Linked DNA regions of Sus scrofa: region 2 is linked to region 1. The links are chromatin contacts, called in public Hi-C maps. All regions are on one chromosome and are shown on one strand. The core of a region is the stretch at or near the end of the contact, and the rest is flanking DNA. Distances in the headings are between cores, read along the strand shown. Region 1 overlaps GNGT1 (guanine nucleotide-binding protein G(T) subunit gamma-T1). Region 2 overlaps LOC102163402 (a long non-coding RNA gene).

Region 1 (3,069 bases), core at 108-2,607:
GCAAGTTGTTAGAGCAAACACTAAGTATGAGACCATATTTATATGAAATAGGCATCATAACAACATATGAAGTAAAAATTTATGTGGGAAGATAAACACTAAATTCTGGAGAAAGACTGGAGAAGAATAAATAGGAATGAGATCAGGATGATACACGCAGGGATTTCCAGCAGTGATTTTTTTAAAAATAAATATATATATGACAAAATGTTATGGCTGAAGGATGAATGATGATAGACAGATGGATCAAAATTTTCATAATGTAAAAAAATCTTGAAATATGAAAAAGTATTTTCTAAACTTCTAATAATTTTTAAATGGAACTAAATGGAATTAAATTACCTGGTGCATATTAGTTAATAAAGTCTCACTTTATTGTACTAATTGAGGATAATCTATTATTACTAAACTGTCAAAGTTCTATTGGGGGTCATTTGTTTGATCATAATTTCATGAGGAAAAGAACTCTAACACTAGACCTATACCTAACAATTAATCAAACCAAGGTACAGTTGAACCAGTCATTTTAGCTCTCTGCAAGATCAATACTGATCACTTCAATACTGATTGGAATACAAGGTCAGATATAGATTGCGAAGCTGGAGAAAATGATTGGTTCACCTGGTTCTATAACCAGTGTAGAAGTGGCCCAAGGAAAGTGAAACCACAAAATCCTTCCAAAGTGGCAGATGAATTAAATTAATTTAGAATCCCACCCTTCAACTTTTCTTTGATTATTAATCCTCACTTTACTTCCTGGAAATTGTTTTTAATTCTGCCATTTTGGCTCAGAAATGACAACATCATTTCTGAAGGTTTCCTGTACCTATTTTCCAAAGAGCAGTTCTGACCTACTTAGGCAATACAATAAAGGGAATTTAGCTTCCCCATGCTGAATTGAGAATCAGAACTTAGGAGTTCCCCAGTGGTCTAGCAGGTTAAGGATCTCACATTTTCACTGCTGTGGCTTGGGTCACAGCGGTGGCATAGGTTCGATCCCCAGGCCAGGAACTTCCACATGTATGGGAATAGCACCTGCCCCCCCCCAAAAAAATTCAGAATTTAAATCCAGAGAAGGCAGATCTGATAGACTGTTGCGTGAGAAAGAACAAGAATGTAATATGCTGAAATTTTATAACAAACTATATTATTATCTAATATACATCTTCCTGAAATTTGAAATCTTTATAATAAATGGATGCCTTTAATACCCTGTGGCATATGAAAATGTTGATTCATTCTATATGATTATAATTCATTACTAGAATTGGAATGCTTCGACAGTATGCCTGTGAAATATAAATAAAGGCAGTGTATGCTTTCATGGACATTTAAAATGCAGTAGGTAAAAATATTACTCAGCCTTCTCTTATTATCTCTTTAAGCCAGCCCCCATATTGACACATGGAATTGTGGAAGCAATCATCTGTGGTCAGCTAAGGAGATTGAAAACACAATTTGAGTTCCCAAAGCAGAAGAATTCTAAATATCCAATATCTAATATTCTGCTAACAAGTAATGCCATCCAATTCATATCGTAGAGGTATATACATACATAATATCTGATATTCTGTAAAGTGTAGCAAGCAGTCTTTACCATAAGGAAGAGCAAAATTATTTTTGAAAACTTTTTTTCCTCCAAGTTGGAGAAAAGAAGTACAATATCCTTACGGAACTCTCGGCATCTAAGCCTCGTCGCAGCGACATGGGAGAGGCAATCTGAGCATGCCTGCAAAGGAAAGGCTGTAGATCCCATTATTCATGGATACCACCTGCTGGTAGACACGCGGCGTTGCTACACAGAGAGGGGCACAGAGGGGAAATACACAAAGAAATGGAAAGACCAGAGTATACTATACTGAATAGAGAAATAGTGATGCTTAGAAAAGAGTGATGAAATTAAGTAGGCTTTTAGAGCAAACTGGTGACAACATCTCATTTCTTCAAGGACTTTTCTAACAAGTTTCTGCGTTTTGACTTGAAACGTCTATAGGAGTTGACAGGTAGTCTGTGGCTCCACTTTATAATTACTAATGATTTTATATAAATCCAAGATTTATAGCTATTAATTCTTATATCTAGAGCAATGATTCTCAAAGGAGACAATTTTGCCACTCGTCATTGGGAAATCTGTCAATGTCTGGAGGGAATTTTAGTTGTCACAATGGGGGAGGTGCTACTGACATCTAGTGGGTAGAGGCCAGGGGTGCTGCTCTACATCCTGCAATGCACAGGTGAGCCTTTACATCCAGCCCCAAATAAAATAGTGCCCACAAAAATAAATTACTACATACTTCCAACATCAAAAAAAATTAGTGAGAAATCCTGAATTGGAGGAAACAATTCAAAGATAAAAATGTACAAAACTAATGTTAAACCACAACACTTATACCTTCTGGCTTTTATTTTATTTAGTAAACATTTATGCAATGCTTATTATGCACCCAGTGCTCTTAAAGAGCTTTAAAAACATTAACATATTTTATTCTCACAGAAATCATAAGAGGTATATATTAATAATAATCCATTTTAAAAAGGGAATCTGAAACACAAGGAGGTTAAATAGCTTGTCCAAGTTGTCACAACTAGCATAATTTGAAACCAGGGAGCCTAAATTGTGAAACTTTGCTGATCACCTTTCAGCAGACATACTCTTTTAATTGAAGGAGATATCCAAGAGTAGGATTGCCATGTCAGTGATTCTGCTGCCCAGCCCAAGAGAGTCTGCCAGAACCTGATGAAGTCCATGTATTGACAGTCACTGCACTCTTTGATGTCCCTGTTTCGAGGCAGTAGGTTGGTATAGCAAGAAAAGAAAAACTTTGGATTTTAAAATTCAAAATATATGAGTTCAAACTCTACTTCTATTCCTAAACTCTATGGCCTTCACCAACTTTCTAAGCCTCAGGTTGCTTCTTGTAAAATAGAATTATTAATACTTGTAGGCTGGTCGCAAGGAGTAGAGATATGTGGTATGCATAGGACATAGAACACATTGAAAGTCATCACGGTCAATGAAAGTGTTTTTATTTTTCTATTTAATAGTCTGGAATTTCTTACTATAAATAT
Region 2 (3,296 bases), core at 391-2,890, 430 kb before region 1:
AGCTCTTCCCTTCTAAACTAACTATTTACACATAGCAGAAAATGCAGAAATAAAAGAAAAAGAAGCTGTTTGTTTTTAACTGGCACTGAAAGTGATAGAGAAAAAGAATGGAATATGCCTTAAAAGTTTATGTTGTAGTATAGTTTTTAGATTGTCAAAGTATTGCCATTGTGTATGCTAACTTGAATCTCTAAAAATTGGTTTTACTAAAAACAACTGCAATCACTTATTGTCTATATAACAGACTGGGCACCATATATATATACTTATATATATATATATATATACACACACACACACACACATATTTGAATTATATATATATATAATAATCATCTTATTGAATCCTCACCTTAAATCCATTAAGAAAGTTTCATTAAAACATTCTGCAGATAAGAAAACATGTTCAGTGAGGTTACAGGACTTGTGTTAAGGTTATGTAAGATGCATTTGAATTAGGTTTGGTACCTGGGACCTTTTGCCTTCACAACTCCTGCTTTCCCACACTTACTACTCTCTCCTATTGGTGATGCCCATAGAGCACAGGTTTCATCCATGCCTCTAAACAACTCTGCTGTGGCACTGATACTGACCACTGGCAGCAGCCAGCTCCTTTATTAAGCAAACATCAATGCCAAAGAGTTTGTCTCTTACACATGACAAAGTCTACATTATAAAGAGAACAAATGGCATCTACTTAGTTATTCATCTCATCTCACTATTTTGCCCCCCACAAAATGTCCAGGAGGAAACTACTTTTGCGGTGAAATTACAGCTTCAAAGCATTTAAGATTTGCAGCACTGGAAGGACATGTATAAAAGACCTCTTGTGATTTGATCTTTTTTACAGAACTTTCAGTCCTCCAGGACCTCTCAACCTTTCATTTTAGAACAGATCCCAGTCTCCAACCTTTAGATCCCAGATCTTGGTCCAGGATTACAACAGCCATTGGTCTAAAACATACTTGCACTAAGAAAAGAAACATAACCTTTGTCACTGAGAAGGAGTACAGTTGAGAAGGCAGAGGAATGAAGGTGATGGGGGAGCTGAGGCAGAGGCTGAAATCTTAGGAAGGCTTAGAAAAGAGAGCAAAGTGTTAGGACAAGTTAGAGTAGGTAGACCAAGGCATCACAGTGCTTGGATTTAGGTAAGAAGACAAAGATGAGACATTTTCAGTCATCCTAAGAGAAGGAGGGCATTGGTTCCTGGGTTCTGCAGGTGGTAAACAAAGAGGAGACATAATCAGCTTCTTGCCTCTGGGTTTCTGGCATAGCCAGCATCCACAGAGCCCTGCACTTATCCATTTTAGGTAAAAGGGTTTGATAACAAGCGTGGTGGCTGTCCTGAGAGTGATTTAAGCCTTCAGAGAGATGTGAGCTTGCTGGGAGAGGTGACGGAGTTGAGGGCAGGCAGGGGGCAGCTGAGTGGTGGAGCCTGAGTGGAGGAGATGGGAGAAATTACTGCATAGAGAACATTCTCAATAAGTAGCCGGGTCACAACTTGTCTATGAACAAACTTAAGAAACTTGGTGTAGCTAACTTTGTGTCTCTTTCCTCCTCCACTCTGCTCTTGCTTCTCTGGAGCCTTTTGTCTGTCTGTAAAAGAAAGGCACAGCAACGGATGATCTCTGAGGTCCTTGCCAGCTCTGACAGCCTATGACTAATCCTTACGTGTGAATGCAGAGTGCTTCACAGTGGATGTAATAGCACGTCGCCTTTGGGGAGAAAACTAAGCTGAGTGTAGAATTATGAATTTGACCTTTGAAATTTAGACTGTTTTGATTGTATTTTTACTGTTTTCCTAAGGGGGCCGTTCACGTTGCTTTCGTATTTGTAAACTAAACATAGTTCTTAAAGGGAAGTGGCTAAAATGACGATTATCCATCATTCAACACTGGGGTCTGTCTCAAGGGCTGGTTAGAGGGCATGTGGCTATTTGACGTGAAGGAAATGGAGCCAGAGAGGAAGTTTATTATGCCAAATACAGGGCCCACTAGAAATCCTTGGAAACCCAGCCTCTTGAGCTCAATAGGATTTTGAACCACTTGCTGTTGAAATAATTCACTCTTGCCTAAAGGTATAAAAAATATCTTTGCAATTTTCCTCTTGAAATATCACCAGCTGTCCCAGACATTTTAAAAAATAGCAGTATTTGGATGTATTGTATTTTAAAAAGAGTCAGCAAGACGCAGCTTACTTTTGCCTTAAGGCTCTGTGACTTTACATTTGCAGTCAATCTGAAAAATAGTTTGAGATATCTGTTAAACTTTGAACATGGTAAGACTTACCCATCTCTCTTTTTTTGAGACTGCAAAATAATAATCTATATTTTGATAAAGAACTAATAAATTGACCCCTAGGAAAGAGGCAAACCATAGCCCTATTTCTCTTCTGACAAGAGAGCTAGCTCTTTTTTGGACACATAAATTGAGCCCAGCAACAGCTCCAAAATCTATCTTTTGGGTAAACTTCAGAGGATTCTTAGTTCAAAGTGGCCTAGAGGAAACCCTTGAGAACTAACCAAATTATATGGGATCTACTTAGAAAATGGTTATTTCCATAGTTGGCTTATTGTGTGACATTTGCATCAAGAATTCTGTGGATTACAGATATGGACAACTGTTTTATTTATTACATCAGCTTCTGTTGCCAGTGGTGCCCCAAAGTATCTGAGGTAGATTTATCCCCAATAAGTTGTACTATAATGGAAGTAGATCTATTTTTTAAAAATAAATTTGTGAAATTATATTAAGACCACTTTGAAGGGTCATTGATATATTCTATTGTCTTGAGTTCCTGGGAAACAGATTTTGGGACAGATACTTGTGAGCAGGAAGTTTCCTGGTGGGGCATGCTCTCAGGAATAAGATCTTTGATGGATAAAGGAAGTAAGATTAAGCAGAGGGAGAAGGTAAACTGTGACAGAGTCATAACAAAGGTCTTGGCTCTGGAGCTGGGATAGCCTTTCAGATTTGTTCTGACTGGAGGGGAGGGAGCCAGGCCTTTGTGCTTCCTTTCCCCCACATTGTCCAGTCATTGGACAAGGGCTGCTCTTGGGTAGAAACGATAGAGAGCTTTTGGCCAAGGAAAATTTCTGGTAAGCAACTTAGCTATGAGTGGATGGTAGGCAACAGTCCTGGCACATGGGGAAATTAAGTGTCATAGTCCTAAAAGGGAGAATCCGGCATTCAAACCTCAGCATTTACTACAATGTACTCCTGTGCTGCTCATATCCACCTGCTTATGTAAAAAAGTTCACTCTATCAAGGAACAGATCCTCTGGGATTCTGGTTAGT

What was found. Hi-C and Micro-C count contacts between places; a contact is called where the count stands out from the background.
Region 2: a contact with region 1 is called in a Hi-C map of omental adipose tissue, with 1.8 times the contacts expected there. The contact joins two enhancer-like sites. A contact is called at or near these places in 20 of 47 Hi-C or Micro-C datasets (adipose tissue, alveolar macrophages, brain and 14 more) and 1 of 2 datasets of contacts at active chromatin or transcription factors (skeletal muscle).

What each region holds. Positions count from the first base shown.
Region 1 is chr9:73,446,484-73,449,552 of Sscrofa11.1, reverse strand. All of the region lies in intron 1 of GNGT1 (guanine nucleotide-binding protein G(T) subunit gamma-T1), which reads right to left. Among named protein-coding and RNA genes, the nearest start is that of GNGT1, 44 kb to the right of the region's middle. Within about 2 kb of position 1,357, at least 4 of the 83 cell types and tissues checked have an H3K27ac peak or open chromatin away from gene starts, as enhancers often do. A contact at or near this core is called in adipose tissue and omental adipose tissue, where this site is marked.
Region 2 is chr9:73,872,950-73,876,245 of Sscrofa11.1, reverse strand. All of the region lies in intron 3 of LOC102163402 (a long non-coding RNA gene), which reads right to left. Among named protein-coding and RNA genes, the nearest start is that of BET1, 82 kb to the right of the region's middle. Within about 2 kb of position 1,640, at least 16 of the 83 cell types and tissues checked have an H3K27ac peak or open chromatin away from gene starts, as enhancers often do. A contact at or near this core is called in adipose tissue and omental adipose tissue, where this site is marked.